2 separate regions of the Sus scrofa genome follow, and region 2 is linked to region 1. Evidence: chromatin contacts called from public HiChIP or PLAC-seq data. All regions are on one chromosome and are shown on one strand. Each heading gives the region's core, a stretch centred on a gene start, on an enhancer-like site or on the middle of the called end of the contact. The rest is flanking DNA. Distances are from core to core; before and after follow the strand shown.

Region 1 (7,525 bases), core at 1,525-4,024:
GTTGTTTAAAAAATTTTTACTGGAGTATAGGTGTTGTGCTTTTTGGGGGGGTGGGTAGCCCAGATGTGCTACAGCTTGATGTGGGACTTTTGTTTTGTTTTGTTTTGTTTTGTTTTTGCCTTTTCTTGGGCCGCTTCCGTGGCATATGGAGGTTCCCAGGCTAGGGGTCTAATCGGACCTGTAGCTGCCAGCCTACACCAGAGCCACAGCAACGCAGGATCTGAGCCGCATCTGCGACCTACACCACAGCTCACAGCAACGCCGGATCCTTAACCCACTGAGAAAGCCCAGGATCGAACCTGCAACCTCATGGTTCCTAGTCGGATTCGTTAACCACTGAGCCACGACGGGAACTCCTTGATGTGGGATCTTAATTCCCAGACCAGGGATTGACTCCCGGCTGCAGCAGTGAAAGCTCTGACTTCTAGCCACTAGACCACCAGGGAACTCCCAGTTCAATTACTTTCTAACAACAATATTTTTTCTGTTTGCGCAGATTTTGGATTTGCTATTGAATACATATGACTTGTTAATTCAGAATTCTGGTCAGTTCAGGATGTTGTAGTGGAATATTTCACAAAAACATTCCCATCTTCTTTTTGCTCTTCTCCTGTGAAACTACTTACAAAGATCTAGAGCCTTTGGTGAGTGCAAACACTGGGAAATGCTGGCAAAAATAGCTGGGTACTATTCTAATAGCGTAACATTCAGGCCTTTCAGTAAAGTTAACAACACTTCTCAGAATCACTTAAAGAAATGACCAGTTTAAGAACTTACTCTGCTTCTAAAACTTATTTCTTAGAACATCACTCATAGAATTTGTACGAAGTATCCTATGCATATAATCTTATTAACATTTTACTTGCACTGTTTTCAGTGGGGGAGGGGGAGATGAACCTGCGTATAAAATGACAGCTCTACAAGCAAGACTGATTAGAATTTCATGAGATTTTCTCCTGTCTGCTCCTTTCAGGCTCATTTTGGGCTCTAGGTGTTAGCATTTCTTGCTATTGTTTTTGGCTTGTTAGTTTAATTAGGAACTTCTCTATGTTGATTGTTAAACTTTCATCCTGATTGCTTAAGCTTTTATTCTAGTCACATTTTCTCCTGGCTTCCTGATTTCTCAGCTGATTTTCCTTGAGATTCAGAAAAACATACCCATTCCCAATAACTGCTCAAATAGAAACACCCATTGGAAAAACTCTATTCGCTCAAAGTCACCAGATCCTGATTGTTTGGGGCTTCAAACAGAATCTTCAAGAAATCACAGGTTCTCAGGTGTCAGTGATCTTGAGGCAAAGCCCTCCAGGAAGCCCCTATAGTTACCACATTGTGTTTATTTCCATGAGGAAGAACATAAAGTGGAGAACTATGGGTTGTTTCAGTGATCGACCTATGACAGGATTTGTGCTTTGACTGGTAACTAGTGGGGCAGTCTAAGAAACTGGGGGTATGTTCACGATTGGACACTGTCAGGAAGCTGGGACAATTCTATGACTGGGTATCTCAATCAGTCTTATCTATATAGCAGAAAGACTCGCATGAGAACAAACCTGTACTCTGTAAATATGCAAGAGTCACTTATTTTGGCTCAGAGAAAGTGTGTTTGATATTTTGAGTGATCCTGGTTTTGTCTGTGATTAAACAAACTTCTGAAGTGCTTTGCTTTGTCTTTATTTGATCATGGTTTCAGATGCCCTTGACTGAGGTTGGTATTCATGAGGTGATTTCCACCTAATAGGAGGATGATATGGTTTAGCTGTGAGTTCTAGATCAGCTTCTGAATGTCAAGGGCTCTTTTTTTTTTTTCTTTCTTAAATTTTCATTCATATATACTGGATATATAGAAAAGTACATATATTTTAAGTGAATCCACTTGTGTAACCAGCATTTGGTTCAAGAAAGAGAACGCTGTCAACATCCAGAAGCTCCCCTTATGCACCCCAGACCATTCACTGTCCTGATTTCTGACATCATAGGTCCGTTTTGCTTGGTTTTGAGCTTTGAAGCAAAGGAAACACAAAGGATGAGCTTTTGATGGCTTACTGAGCTCTGCTGTTATGAGATTCATTCATGTGCTGAAAACCACGCTTCTACAGAGCCGTACCTCAGAGCTACTGAGAGGCTGACTCCTCGACTTTGGTCCTCGGTTTGGCTCAAACAAAACATTCTTCTATTATTTTCTTTTGGGGCTGCCACAAGGCAGGTGGAGGTTCTCCAGCCGGGGATCAAACCCAAGCCATAGCAGTGACCACGTGGGGTCCTTTACCCGCTGAGCCACCTGGGAAACCCTATTCTTACTATAGATCATTATTTCTGTTAACATTATTATAATCATATTGTAGTTTTTGCAGGTTTCTAACATAGGGCAGAACTAAGCGTATTTCTGGTTTCACTGTCAGTGACTGCCACAGCACAGCGGCAAAGACTGAGCTGGGAACAAGCAAATCAGGCTAAGGGCCACGGGGGTGGGGTCCCATGAGCTCTGCCAGGTGTGGGTTCTGCAAGTCGTGCAAAGCAACACATGAAGAGATTTGACCAATCTCACAGTTTGGGTGCTGAAGGTCCCATCTCCCATATTTTCATTCACTCTACAAGTTAGAACCAATCCCTCCAGCAAGAGAATGCCGACATTCGACGTCCGCTTTGGGACACTGAGGCTACACAATCTGGGGAGGCGGGCGCAGGCGGAACCTTCGTGCTCAGCTCCAAGTTTCCCACGACTCCGCTCCTATCGCTACACTACCAAATAGACGGCCTCCTTCCCCACCCGCCGATGGCCTAGCCCGAGAATGGGTTCCGGTATTTTCAGCAAAACGATTAACGGACATCTGAACGACTCAGGGCACTTTCTCCAAGCAGCGTTTCCCTAGCTCACCGCAAGAGTCCCTTAATTTACTGGAGGGTGCCCAACCCAGAGCTACCCACGTTTCCCTCTCCCAGCGTGTAACAGGGGGCCGGCCGTAGCCCTGGGCGCGTGCTCGGCACTCACGTCGCCCCGCCCCCGCCCCGCCCCCTACCGGCCCCCGTCCCGCCCTCTTTCCGGGACCTCGAGGCCTGTGGCCAGCGGACCCCCAGCGCTGCTGGAGAGACCCCGGATGAGTCCGAGGTCCTGGGTAGCTAGGAGAGGCCGGAGGAGACCTGGGCCGCAGGGGTTAGCCGCAGAGGGTGGCGGAGCCAGCCCTGCACGCGCCGGGCGGAAAAAGGGAGGGAGATAGAGTTAAGGGAGGGAGCGCGGAGTAAGTGAGCTTGGGTCCGACTCAGGGAGGGGACTGGTGGGCCAGGCCCCCAAGACGGCGTTACACCCGGTCTGAAGAAGACAGGCGGACACATGGCCTCGCCATTCCTGCCTTCGGGGGCTACCACGGGCGACAGCGGCGGAGAGCTGAGCTCGGGGGACGACTCCGGGGATGCGGAATCCCTCCAGAGCCCCGAGACCGAGGCGTCCAGGAGCCTGACCGAGCTGTTTGAGAAGGCGGCCGCGCACCTCCAAGGCCTGGTTCAGGTGGCCAGCAGGGAGCAGCTCTTGTACCTGTATGCCAGGTACAAGCAGGTAAAGTCACGAGGAAGGGGTGGATGCGGGTGAACGACCAAAGGCCTCTCTTTTCTCCAAAATCTAATGGTAAATGAGCTTGGTTAATGGCCAGGTGTAGTGAAGTTTTGTGTGTATGTTCTGTTTTTTAATCATCTGCTAAGGATTTGCATCATTCAACAAGCTTGGTTAATGGCCAGGTGTAATGAAGTTTATGTGGGTGCTTTGTTTTTTAATTATCTGTTAAGGATTTGCATCATTCTGGACATGGAAAGGACCTGTCTGCTATCTGAGAAGTGATATTTAGCTGGCTACTGAATGACAGTTTTTCTGTGTCTTCTCTGACTTGCCCAGTGACCTTGCACTTAAGCTTTCACCAGCTTCAGAACCTTTACAAAAATGGGCAAAACACTTGGGGTTTTATGCCTGTGGGGAATGCGGAGAAGCAAAAGCATCATGATACTTGCCATCAAGAGACTTTACAAAGTTAATTGAGGAGTCTAGATTTAAACGGGTGAAAAATTGCTGACTAGAGTTAAATAACAGTTTAGGAAAACTCTAGCTCTTTGGAACACTGGAAGTGATGAAGCTCTGGAGGATAGCCCATTTTCTTTTATAAAAATTTTTTTTGCCTCTTGGTATCTGTTTCCCCTGGGTTTGTTTTGTTTTTGTTTTTTTCTTTTTAGGTCTGCACCCAAGGCATGTGGAGGTTCCCAGGCTAGGGGGCAAATCGGAGCTACAGCTGTTGGCCTACACCACAGACACAACCAACATGGGATCTGAGCCTTGTCTGTGACCTGCACCACAGCTCACAGCAACACCGGATCCTTAACCCAGTGAGCTAGGCCAGGAATCGAACCCTCATCCTCATGGATACTGGTTGGGTTCGTAACCCATTGAGCCACAAGGGGAACTCCCTCCTCTGTATTCTTTAAAAAAAAAACAAAAAAAACAAAAAAAAAGAAAGCTGTGGGCTCCCTCTGTTTTCTTAAACTGAATATAATAGGGTAGATATGAACCTTCTTTTGAAGGTCAATGAGTATCAGTTGTAAAGTGACCTGAGGGATGCAGCTCTAGGAACAAATGGTATAAATTAGAGTGTTGAGTGAAAATTGCCCCTAAATTGGCCTCAGAATTTGTCTTCTTGCAAAAGTTCTGGATATCTTTTGTGGGGGTGGGGTGGGGAGGTTTAATCCTGTCCTTATAACAATGAAATGAGACTTTTAATTATTTAACAAGAATTGATTGTGCATTGTGTTTGGACCAGTAATGTGGCTGACTGATGATTCTCTGGGCATTGTAAGACTCATTTCCTCCAAATTTCATAGAAAGGTTTTTATATCTTTATGTTTTCTGTTCAGAATAGCACTCTATTTTGTCAGTAGGAAGTTGATAAAAATAAGCTGAGCTGTGAACCTTGTTTTCTCCTGCAGGGCCCTAAATGTACCTAACATAATAGCTCTTTTAGTCTTAGATAAGTGTATGGCTCCACAGTCATCTTTCAGTGAAGTTTCAAAAAGATCACACCAATTAACAGGGTTTTTTTGGTCCTCCGTGTATTAGCCTGCACTCTTCCAGCAAACAAGAATGAATTGACATTTGTGAAAATGAGAGGACAATGAAAATTTCAAACCCCTGTTGAGGAGCCTTCAGCACTAGCACAAGTGGGGATACCTAGCATGTCCTCTTACCTTAACTTGGGCACACGTGATTCACTGGCATTTACCATTGGCAACCTTTGTTGAAATATTCTGGATGGATGAGATCTTTGTAGACATAAAGGGTTCTTAGAATTTGAACCTTGAGTGGGACTTTAAGGAGGTAGAGCATTTTAAAAAGCCGAGGGAAGAGAGAAAGGCTTTTCAGGTGGGAGAAATAACATGAGCGAAACAGGATAAAAATTCTTTGGCGTTCCCGTCGTGATGCAGCGAAAACGAATCTAACCAGGGTTCGATCCCTGGCCTCAGTGGGTTAAGGATCCGGCGTTGCCATGAGCTGTGGTGTAGGTCGCTGACGCAGCTGGGATCTGATGTGGCTGTGGTGTAGGCTGGCAGCTGTAGCTCCGACGTGACCCCTGCCTAGCCTGGGAACCTCCATATTCCGCGGGTGTGGCCCTAAAAAGCAAAAACTAACAAACAAACAAACAAAATTCCTAAGGCAGTGAGTAGACCATTTGATTTTAGCAAAATGCAAGTAAGAGTCATAGGAGGTAGTGGGCAGGTCCCTTAGAAGTAAATTCGGTTCAGATTGTGGTATTTAGCTTTACGGAAAGTAGGTATTTTGTTGAATACATTCCTCATGTATGCGTGGTATATTCAACATTTTTTACTGCCTCAAGTTAGATACTATGTTACAGGCAATGAGCGAGTTAAGAATGGTTTCTTAGAGGCTGTGTCCTCATAAAAAGATGAGACTGCACAAAACTTGCTAATACAAGGTAACAGTGAAAAGTGCCATTGGAGAAGTAGAGAGTGAGTGCTGTGAGAGTTTGTCAGAAAGGGAGATTACTTCTGGCAGTGGGAATCAGGTTGTATAGTGAATTCTGCACGTGTGTGAATTTGATTTATGTTTATTCACAGCGAAAATAATTACTGTGTAGTTTAACTGCAAATGTTATTTGAAGATTAAAAATGAGTATTGGCCACACACAAAAGAGGATTATTGTGGCCTAGATAGAATTTATATTGTTGAGAAACCTTAAAATTTTTTTTTGCATGACTTGCAGCATCTAAATTTACGTTGATTAGATTCATAATAGGGCTCTTTAAAATGCTGTGCTTTATCCTAGAATTTGAGAGAGATAAAGTGCTGATAGTGTTATGAGAATCAGCATAGACAATATTATGAATTCTGATAAACTTGTACTTTAAATCTTGTTTATTGCATGTTTAAAATTCTTCTGCATTATAAATGGTAATAAGGATTGCATAATCTATTTGTATAATTTGTTTTATATGTATAATTTGTATACAAATTTGAGACTGCAACTGTTAGTCACTTTTTTTTGTAATGTATTATGGTGTTAGGAAATGATTTTATGTAATAAGCCAAAGCAGCCTGTGTTTACAGTTTGTTTGCTTTTGCAAATAATGTTTTTTTTTGGTTATTCTCTATAGATGTAGATATTTTCTAACCTATAGTTACAAAATATATGTAAAATGGAAAATTTCTCTGACATTTCTTTGAAAAATAAGTTGTTGATTTCTCCCCCTCTGCTTCGTTTAGGTCAAAGTTGGAAATTGCAATACTCCTAAACCAAGCTTCTTTGACTTCGAAGGAAAGCAAAAATGGTAAGAAATTCCTGGGATCCAATGTGGTTATTGTAAATGGTTTAGGTGTTTAGGAATTAGAAAGTAGTGAGCAGATTAAAGAATTATTTTTATATTAATCTCTTTCTGCTGTAGAGTGTGCTAATGACAGGCAGGTGCGAGAGAGATTAAAAGAATCCGATTTTAGATAAGTCTCCTAAAGGGTTCTTATGCCTTGATGTTGGTGTATAAGTAACAGACATACATTCCTCACATGTGAATAGCTTCTAGAAGTGACCATAACAGCTACTGCTTGAAATTTTCCTTCCCTGTCGCATAGTCCCTAATAGGTCACCGCTCTTCTCTGGAGGGATCTTTGGAAGAAGGCCAGGAGAATGGGAAGGGAGAAGAGGGTAAATCCCCGCTTTTCACTCTTCTCCCCTTCTCCTCATCGCTTGTGTTCTTCTGTGCCTTGCCCCTCCCACACCCACAGTAAAGAAGTGCTTTTAATAACCTCTTGGGCAAAAGGGAGAAAAATAGTTCATATATTACCAAAAGTACAGTTAATTCATCAGAAGGAAACTACGTCTGTTGTTTGTAGACCATACGTTCCCCATAGGGAAAAAGTTTAGGTTTTAGGGAGTTCTAAAATTTTAGATACTACAATAGTTTGTGGTCTTCCAAATTCAGCAGATGTGCGATATATGTGTAATTTTAAAATTTCATGGGAGAGGGTGATGAGGGG
Region 2 (7,525 bases), core at 1,961-4,460, 370 kb before region 1:
TGTCCAGGTCTCCCTGTGTGACTGGACCATCCTGCAGCGGGTATGGCCTTCCTTTCCTCGGGCTGGGCATGTATGTGGTTTTGGGACAGGAACTCGGGCCCCCAGGCTGGCCTGCAGGGACCCTGTGCATGGGGCTCTCTTGCCCAGAGCCAGGCCCTGGCAGCAGAGCCCTGTCACAGTCAGGCAGGGGCCGTAGCACTTCTGGAGGCCGCGGGCTCCTCCTGTTCCAGCACTCGAGCCCAGGGGCAGGCGACCGGGGGGGCCCGGCACCCCCGTTCCCGGCAGACTCCTCAGTGACGCTGCCGTCCAGTGGCCTGTCGTCGTGGTTCTGAGCATGGAGGGCCATCCCAGCATCGGGCAAGCAAGACCCCTCTGCCGGGGTCCTGGGTCCACCCACCTTGACGCGCCTGCCTTTGGGTTTCTTGAGGGATGGCCGCTCCTGAGAAGGGAGGCCGGGGCCTGCCCCCTGTTTGCCTGTCATCTTCTCCTTCAAGGCCCTCACCTTGGACTCCAGCACAGAGGGGCCTTGGAGCTGTGTCCCCCACACCCTGGGAGGCTGGGGAGCCATGGGGCTGGGTGTCCTGTCTTCTCGAGGACAGGGCCAGTGTCTTGGGAGGTGTCCGTTCTCTGGCTGTGGCTCAGGGCCACTTCTCTCCACAACTGAGGTCACCTCCATGGAGCTGGCTGTTCGACTCCCTATTTGGGGTCCTCTGGAGAAGAAAGCAGACAGAGCTCCTTAGACCCAGCACAGGGCGAGCTCCAGAGAGCGGGGTCCCCAAAGTGCCTCAATATAGAGCCCTGTTTTGAGGAAAATAACTTGGGGTCAGAGCAGAGAATGCCCCCTAGGTCATGCGGAAACATCTCAGAGAGTATAAATCATTGCATGGTACAAATAAGTTATTACTGAGGTTTTTCTTCCAAGTCTGAAGAGTGTTCTCAGTTTTTTCCACCCCCATGTTACAGGTGGGGCACAATGAAGCTTCTGCCCAGCGTGGACCAGAGTGAAAATGGGGGCCAGATTCCCCCGTGCCTGGCCTCTTACTTTGCTGACAGGTGTCAGGCCTCAGGGAAGGATGTCAACATTGGCTAATAGCCAGCAAGCTCTTCCCTTTCCAAGGAGCGCCATTGCCGAGGATGGACCGAGGAAGGTGCCACCCAGGAATCTGACCCTCTGCTGGAAGGTGTCCCCTTGGCACAAACCATAGGACAGCCACATGGGGCTGTGCCCACACGGTAGCCAGGATCAGGCACCAACCCCTACCAGCATCTGCTCTGTGCCAGGCATGCCTGCCAGCACTTTCTAATATACTCTCTAAAATATTCCTCGTGCAGTTCTGCTGGAACAGGAGCATTATCCGCATTTTCCAGAGAACCAGAGATACAGAGAGATCAGGTGACACAGGTGCTGGGGAGGCCGGGAGGAGAGTGCAAAGCTTCCCCTCCCAAGGCCAGGTCTCTTTAGCACTCATGACCATTCACTCTCACACCCCTTCTTACAAGAATATTGGTCTAGAAAGGTTAAGTGACTTGTCCAAATTACACAGCTCCTTGATGCCATGGTTGATATGTCTTCACAGGGAATAAAAGTGAGCTGGGAACTTATTCCCCAAGCTATCCTATGCACACATACACGCCACAAGGTCTTAATATTTATCCTGCTCTCTGAGAAACTGCTCCTTAAACGCTGTACATCTAGATTTGTCCCACTTGAAGTAAACAGCATGTATAAAATCCATATTTAGGAGTTTCCACTGTGGCACAACAGGATCGCGCAGGTTCGATCTCCGGCCCAGCATAGTGGGTTAAGGATCCTGTGTTGGGATCTGATCCCTAGCCCCGGAACTCTATATGCTGAAAGGTGGTCAAAAAAGAAAAAAAAAATTATTTTTATTTTATTTTATTTTTTTTCAGGGCTGCACCTGTGGCATACGGAAGTTGCCAGTCTAGGGGTCGAATTGGTGCTGCAGCTGCCGGCCTATGCCACAGCCATAACAACACAGGATCCAAGCCACATCTGTGACCTATCCTGCAGCTTGCTGCAAAGCAGGATCCTTGGGGAGTTCCCATCATGGCGCAGTGGTTAACAAATCCGACTAGAAACCATGGGGTTGCAGGTTCGATCCCTGGCCTCACTCAGTGGGTTAAGGATCCGGCATTGCTGTGAGCTGTCATGTAGGTCGCAGGCGCAGCTCAGATCCCGCGTTGCTGTGGCATAGGCTGGGGGCTACAGCTTCGATTAGACCCCTAGCCTGGGAACCTCCATATGCCATGGGAAGCAGCCCTAGAAAAGGATTAAAAAAAAAAAAAAAAAAAAAAAGCAGGATCCTTAACCCACTGAGAGAGGCCAGGGATGTAATCCACATCCTCATGGAAACTAGTCAGGTTCTTAACCCACTGAGCCACAGTGGGAACTCTGGAGAAAACATTTTAAAAATCCATACTTACATAAGTTACAAGTTAGGAATTAATATAGTTACTTCATATATTGACTAAAGATTCACTGCAGGATTCTCTTAAATGCCAAGTCCCTCTATGGTCATTTATGATGATTCAATTTATACATGTTTCAGGAAGGCACATAGTTCATAAAGCAAAATACACACAGGAGTGTGAATGTCACATCATTTTAAGCCAGTGAAGTTTAAGCACTATCTCTGGAAGGATGGATCACTTCCTGGACCAGTTAATCAAGAATTTATCAACTAGGTCTCTGCAGCCGACCACTGATTCCACTCTTCTGTGGTTCAGTCCCGAAAGCAGAGGATGTGAACGTAATGGGGAGCAATTTCCGTTCCCCTAAAAGAATTCTCTTTCAGGTCAACTCTGGAAGCGCATTCCAGAGATCATCCATCTCTGGAGACCTGAAGGAGGAGACCTTCCACTGGGGAACCGTGGGGGTACCGACCAGTCTGCGGCCCAAATGCTGGACTCGCTCCAACCGGGAGGGGCTGAAATGAGGGTGGACGTGAAGGCTGGGCTTCCCCCGCGACCCTTCCTTCGGTTTCCCCTCGGGGGGTCCCGCACCTCCGGCCCGCCCGGCGCCTCACCTCCTCCGTACTCACTGAAGGCTGCCGCCGGCGGGTCGGCCCGCCGCCTCCATGCCCTCCATCCCCGGGAGAAGCGAGGCCCTTCGCTCGCTCGCTCTCCTTCCCTCCCAGGCCCGCTTCGGGGACCCGGGCGCGCGGGCTCCGGCCGGGGCTCCGGGAGCGCGGCCCGCAGGCCTCGGCCCTCGGGGCGCGCCCGGCTCGGCTCCCGGCTCTGCGGGCCGCCCCGGGGTCCGGGTGAGGTGGGGCCCGAGGCGCCGCCCCGCGGGCCGCGGCCGCCCTCCGGGTGCGGGGAGAGCGCGCCGGGTGGGCCGGGAGGGCAGGCAGCGGCATGGGCTGCTAGCTCATGGCTGGGCCACGAAGGGGGGAGAGGCCAAGCCCCGCGCCTTCCCGGCCGGGACGGGAAGAGGGAGCGGGAGAGCAGAGAGGAGGGGCGGCGGAAGGGGCTGGAGGAGCGGCCCTCGCCCCCACCCGGCCCGCCCGCCGCCCTCCGCGCTCGCCGCGGCCTGGGTGCCGGCCGCCCGCGCCCCGCCGAGCTGCCCCTCTCGGCGGCGGGGGCGCCGGCGGCGGCGAGCGAGGCCCCCAGACGTCCAAGCAGGGAGCACGGCCGCGAGTCTGGGGTCTCGGATGGGTCACGAGTCGGGGGCGGCCTTCCGGGCCCCCGGACCTAAGCCCTCGTGGTCCGCCTCGCCCCGTCTGCCCGGAGAGCGCCTGCAGCCGAGACTTCGGGAGGGCGCGGCCGTGCGACCAGCCAAGGCTGCGAAAACACCACGTTCTTCCCGAGGGTCGCGGGAGGGCGGGTAGCCCTCCACCCGGGCGTGGGGAGGAGGCTGGGCCGTCGGCTGTCGGCAGCGGGGTGGAAGCTGAGGAATGCCCTTTGTTGGGACAGCTTTTCCGGAGGAGTCGCCCTCTGCGAGGGGCCGTCTCCTTGGAGGTCAAGGTCATTTGTTTCCTCTTTCCAGCGGCACCAGAGAAACCCGAGGGGACGCGAGTTCCCTCAACGTGTTCTGCTAAGGGGGGAGCCAGGTGCCCGCATTGGCAGTCATCTTGGGTAGGAGACCGGTTCTCGGGGCTCCTGGGGACTCCAGACGTGGAAAGAGGCGCAAAGGACTTTACCTGCAGCTGTGGCCCCAGCCAAAGGGAGTTTCTGAATTTCCTTTGAGGGAGGGGTGAGCCTCAACTGTTTTTTGGGGTTTTTTTGGTCTTTTTCTAGGGCCGCACCCGCGGCATATGGAGGTTCCCAGGCTAGGGGTCTAATCAGAGCTGTAGCGCCAGCCTATGCCACAGCCACAGCCACAGCAATGCCAGATCCCAGCTGAGTCTGGGACCTACACGACAGCTCATGGCAATGCCGGATCCTTAACCCACTGAGCAAGGCCAGGGATCGAACCAGCAACTTCATGGTTCCTAGTCGGATTCGTTAACCACTGCATCAGGAAGAGAACTCCCTCAACCGTTTTCAAATCTATTTTCCACCAGGAAACAGTAAGTTAGGACCCAGGAGATTCCGGAAATCTCTATAAAGGGAAAGTGCTGGCTCATCTTTCCTTCTGCCCAAAGGCTTCGCTCTCAAGCCTGGCCACTCTGCTATTTGCACTGATTCGTGCTAGGGTCGCCTCGTGATAATAGGCGTAGCAACAGTAAGGACCTCAGGGTGACCCCGCAGGGAGCAGGGGTGGGTGGCAGGGAAGTGTGGTAACCAGCCAGCCCAGGCCCCCCCTTGAGTTAGTAGGAGTTACCCCGCAGAAGGTGGGGACAGGGGCAGGGCAATAGCACCCCGCCAGGCCTGAGAGCAGCTGTTTGGGTAGCTGTGGGAGTGGGGAGGACTAGCTAATTTAGGAACCTGGGAGATTATCTAGGCCAAACCTTCTGCTACAGAACAGGCCCAAGCTCACGCAGCTCTGGGACAGGTGGTCTACAGAGTCAAAGGTAGGGCCCTTGCAAATAACACCCTCCCGGCTCCATATTCTCAGGGTAAGTAGTTGCTCCAATAGGGAACTTACCACTCTGTGCTTATTAGTACTGATCACTTCAGTAACTAGGACTAGTTATGGAGGGCATCCAGTGCACCTGGCCTTGGGTTAAGCACCTTACACTCCTTATCTCAGATTGCGGCCTTAAGAGATGGGTACTCTTTATTGTCTCCTTTCTACGGATGAGGAAACTGAGTCAGGTGATCTGCCCAAGATCATAGAGCTAGTAAGTCCAAGACCCTCACATTAACCACATAGCAGAGTGCTGTCGCCAGCAGTCACGTTCAACTTGGAAAGGTTTTGTTAAAAAAAAAAAAAAAAAAATCCAGGAGTTCCCGTTGTGGCGCAGCAGAAACAAATCCGACTAGGAACCATGAGGTTGCGGGTTCGATCCCTGGCCTTGCTCAGTGGGTTAAGGATCTGGCGTTGCCATGTCTACACTGCACGTGCGGCTTGGATCCTGCGCTGCTGTGGTTGTGGCGTAGGGTGGCAGCTGTAGCTCCAATTCCACCCCTAGCCTGGGATCCTCCATATGCCGCAAATGCAGCCCTGAAAAAAGCAAAAAAAAAAAAAAAAAAAAAAATCAAAAAAGTTGTAAAATGCTGTGATAGTCAAAATATGCTGCCACGGTGGTCCTGCCCTTCCTTTCTGGATCCTTTCTCCCTACCTGTTCTGCCAGCCCAGGGAAACTCCTGTAAACCTCAAAAGGCTCCTTCCTCTCCTCCACCTGCGTTGTCACCCTACCAACAACACTGCTGTTACTGCTTATTACTGGGGACCTCCTTTGAGGCAAGGCATTCTACGGAGAATCTTTTCCATCTTTAAAACAAGCCTGCCAAGGAGGTGCAGTGTGTCCCCACTTTAGGAATATGAAAGTCAGGGTACGGAGAGGTTACAGGGCTTGCCCAAGGCCACACAGCTAGTACAGCCAGAATCTGAATCCAGTTCTGTCTGGATCCAAAAGCTTCTGCTTGCTTCCTCTTTTTAGAGGCAACACTTTGGAGCTCAGATTCATAGAGGTTCTGGCTCCATGACTGCTGCTCCCGCCCCTCCCCCAGAAGTTAATGATCTGTAAGGCAAGGTTCTGAAAGTTCTAGCAAAAGCTTAATATTTAAAGAAAACCCGCCCCCGACCTTTAAAATGCAAATAATCCCCTTTTGATTTCGTCAATACATTTGTTATTTTGCACTTATTATAGGGGGATGAGGTGTCCTATCTCTATAGAAGCTTTAAAGGCACCTGTCCTATGAACACCCACAAGCAAATCGTTGGAATGCTGTTAAATTATCTGGGCTTTCGCGTGTCTGAGGGCACTTCTCATTCACGTGCATTCTGTGTGGTTCAGCAAAGATCTCTGGAGCTCCTACCAAGTACCAGGCACCAGGAGACAAAATGTGCCCTGCCCTTGAGGAATTTCTGGTCTAGTTGGTGCTGGGGCAGGGCAGGTGCGTAAACTTTCCATGTAAGTGGTCCCGTCAAGGTCAGCAGAGTGGAGGTGTGGGTGGTTCATGGGAAGAGCTAGGTTGAGATGTGTGTTGGGTGGGCGGGGCTATCACGGAGAGCGAGGACTTGCAGAAAGAGCAGGAATTAGCCAGACAGAGGGGGAGGGGTGGGAGAAGGCCTTTCAGCCGGCCAGATTAGCATGAACACAGGCAAGGAGGTGTGAAACTGCCTGGTTTAAGCGTTAAGTGTAAATTAATCTGGGAAAGGCTGGGGGTGAGATGAGGCTGCAGAGCAGGAGCCTGGCTTAGGCTCCATCCTTTGAATTGGGAGTCCCTGGAGGGTGGTCTGTGCCAGGCCTTCCTTGGCCCTTGAGCATGGCACCTTTCTGGGCCAGGGAACTGCCTTATTTCTTTGGGTATCAATCAGACTCTTTCATGACTATCTTTTGGAGAGAAATCTAGGAGGAACACGCATATCTGGCAAATAGCAATCACAGAGCCCCCTTCCTCCATTCGAACCACCCAGGAAATCCACCATCCCAGGGAGCCTCGTTCCCTTTCGTCTGGGGATGAAAACACAAGCCTCACGCCTCTTCTCCACCTCCCCCGTGGGCTCTGAACACTCACTTGAATAAGGAGCCTTGTGGGAGGTGGAAATAGGGTTTCACTTAGGATGGAGGGAAAAGGTGAGAGAGTCTTGGAGGTTTCCCCGTTAGAGCAGGTGGGGTGGCAGGGACACCTCTGCCATCCCTGCACTGTGCTGCCTGGAGGAGCTTGTCCAGCTGGAAATCAGAATTTCCTGGCTGCTCCTGTCCTGCTCATGGGGTGCACGGTCTGATCCTGGAGCAGCTCATGGGGCCTGCCCTTGGGCCGCATCATTTCCTTCCAGCAGAGGCCCAAGAGTGTCGGGACTGGTCTTCCAGGTGCCTGCCTCTCCCCAGCTCAGAACCCTCCCGCAGCTTCCCACAGCCCGTCAGACCAGCGCCTGTGTAGACTCTCCTGGGATGCTGCTGAAAAGGTTGATTCTGAGGTCTCACTCATGGGGATTCTGACTCCCTATTTAGGC

The links. HiChIP or PLAC-seq counts read pairs in DNA pulled down with a chosen protein or histone mark.
Region 2: a contact with region 1 is called in an H3K27ac HiChIP or PLAC-seq map of skeletal muscle. The contact joins the promoter of KIAA1614 here to the promoter of ACBD6 in region 1. A contact is called at or near these places in 2 of 2 datasets of contacts at active chromatin or transcription factors (alveolar macrophages and skeletal muscle).

The regions. Positions count from the first base shown.
Region 1 is chr9:122,111,280-122,118,804 of Sscrofa11.1, reverse strand. ACBD6 (acyl-CoA-binding domain-containing protein 6) reads left to right here and starts at 2,774. Exons shown (of 8, transcript XM_003130348.5): 1 at 2,774-3,553; 2 at 6,758-6,822. The coding sequence starts at 3,332.
Region 2 is chr9:122,479,734-122,487,258 of Sscrofa11.1, reverse strand. It overlaps KIAA1614, which reads right to left and starts at 3,210. Exons shown (of 10, transcript XM_021063756.1): 1 at 3,063-3,210; 2 at 1-710. The coding sequence starts at 3,109.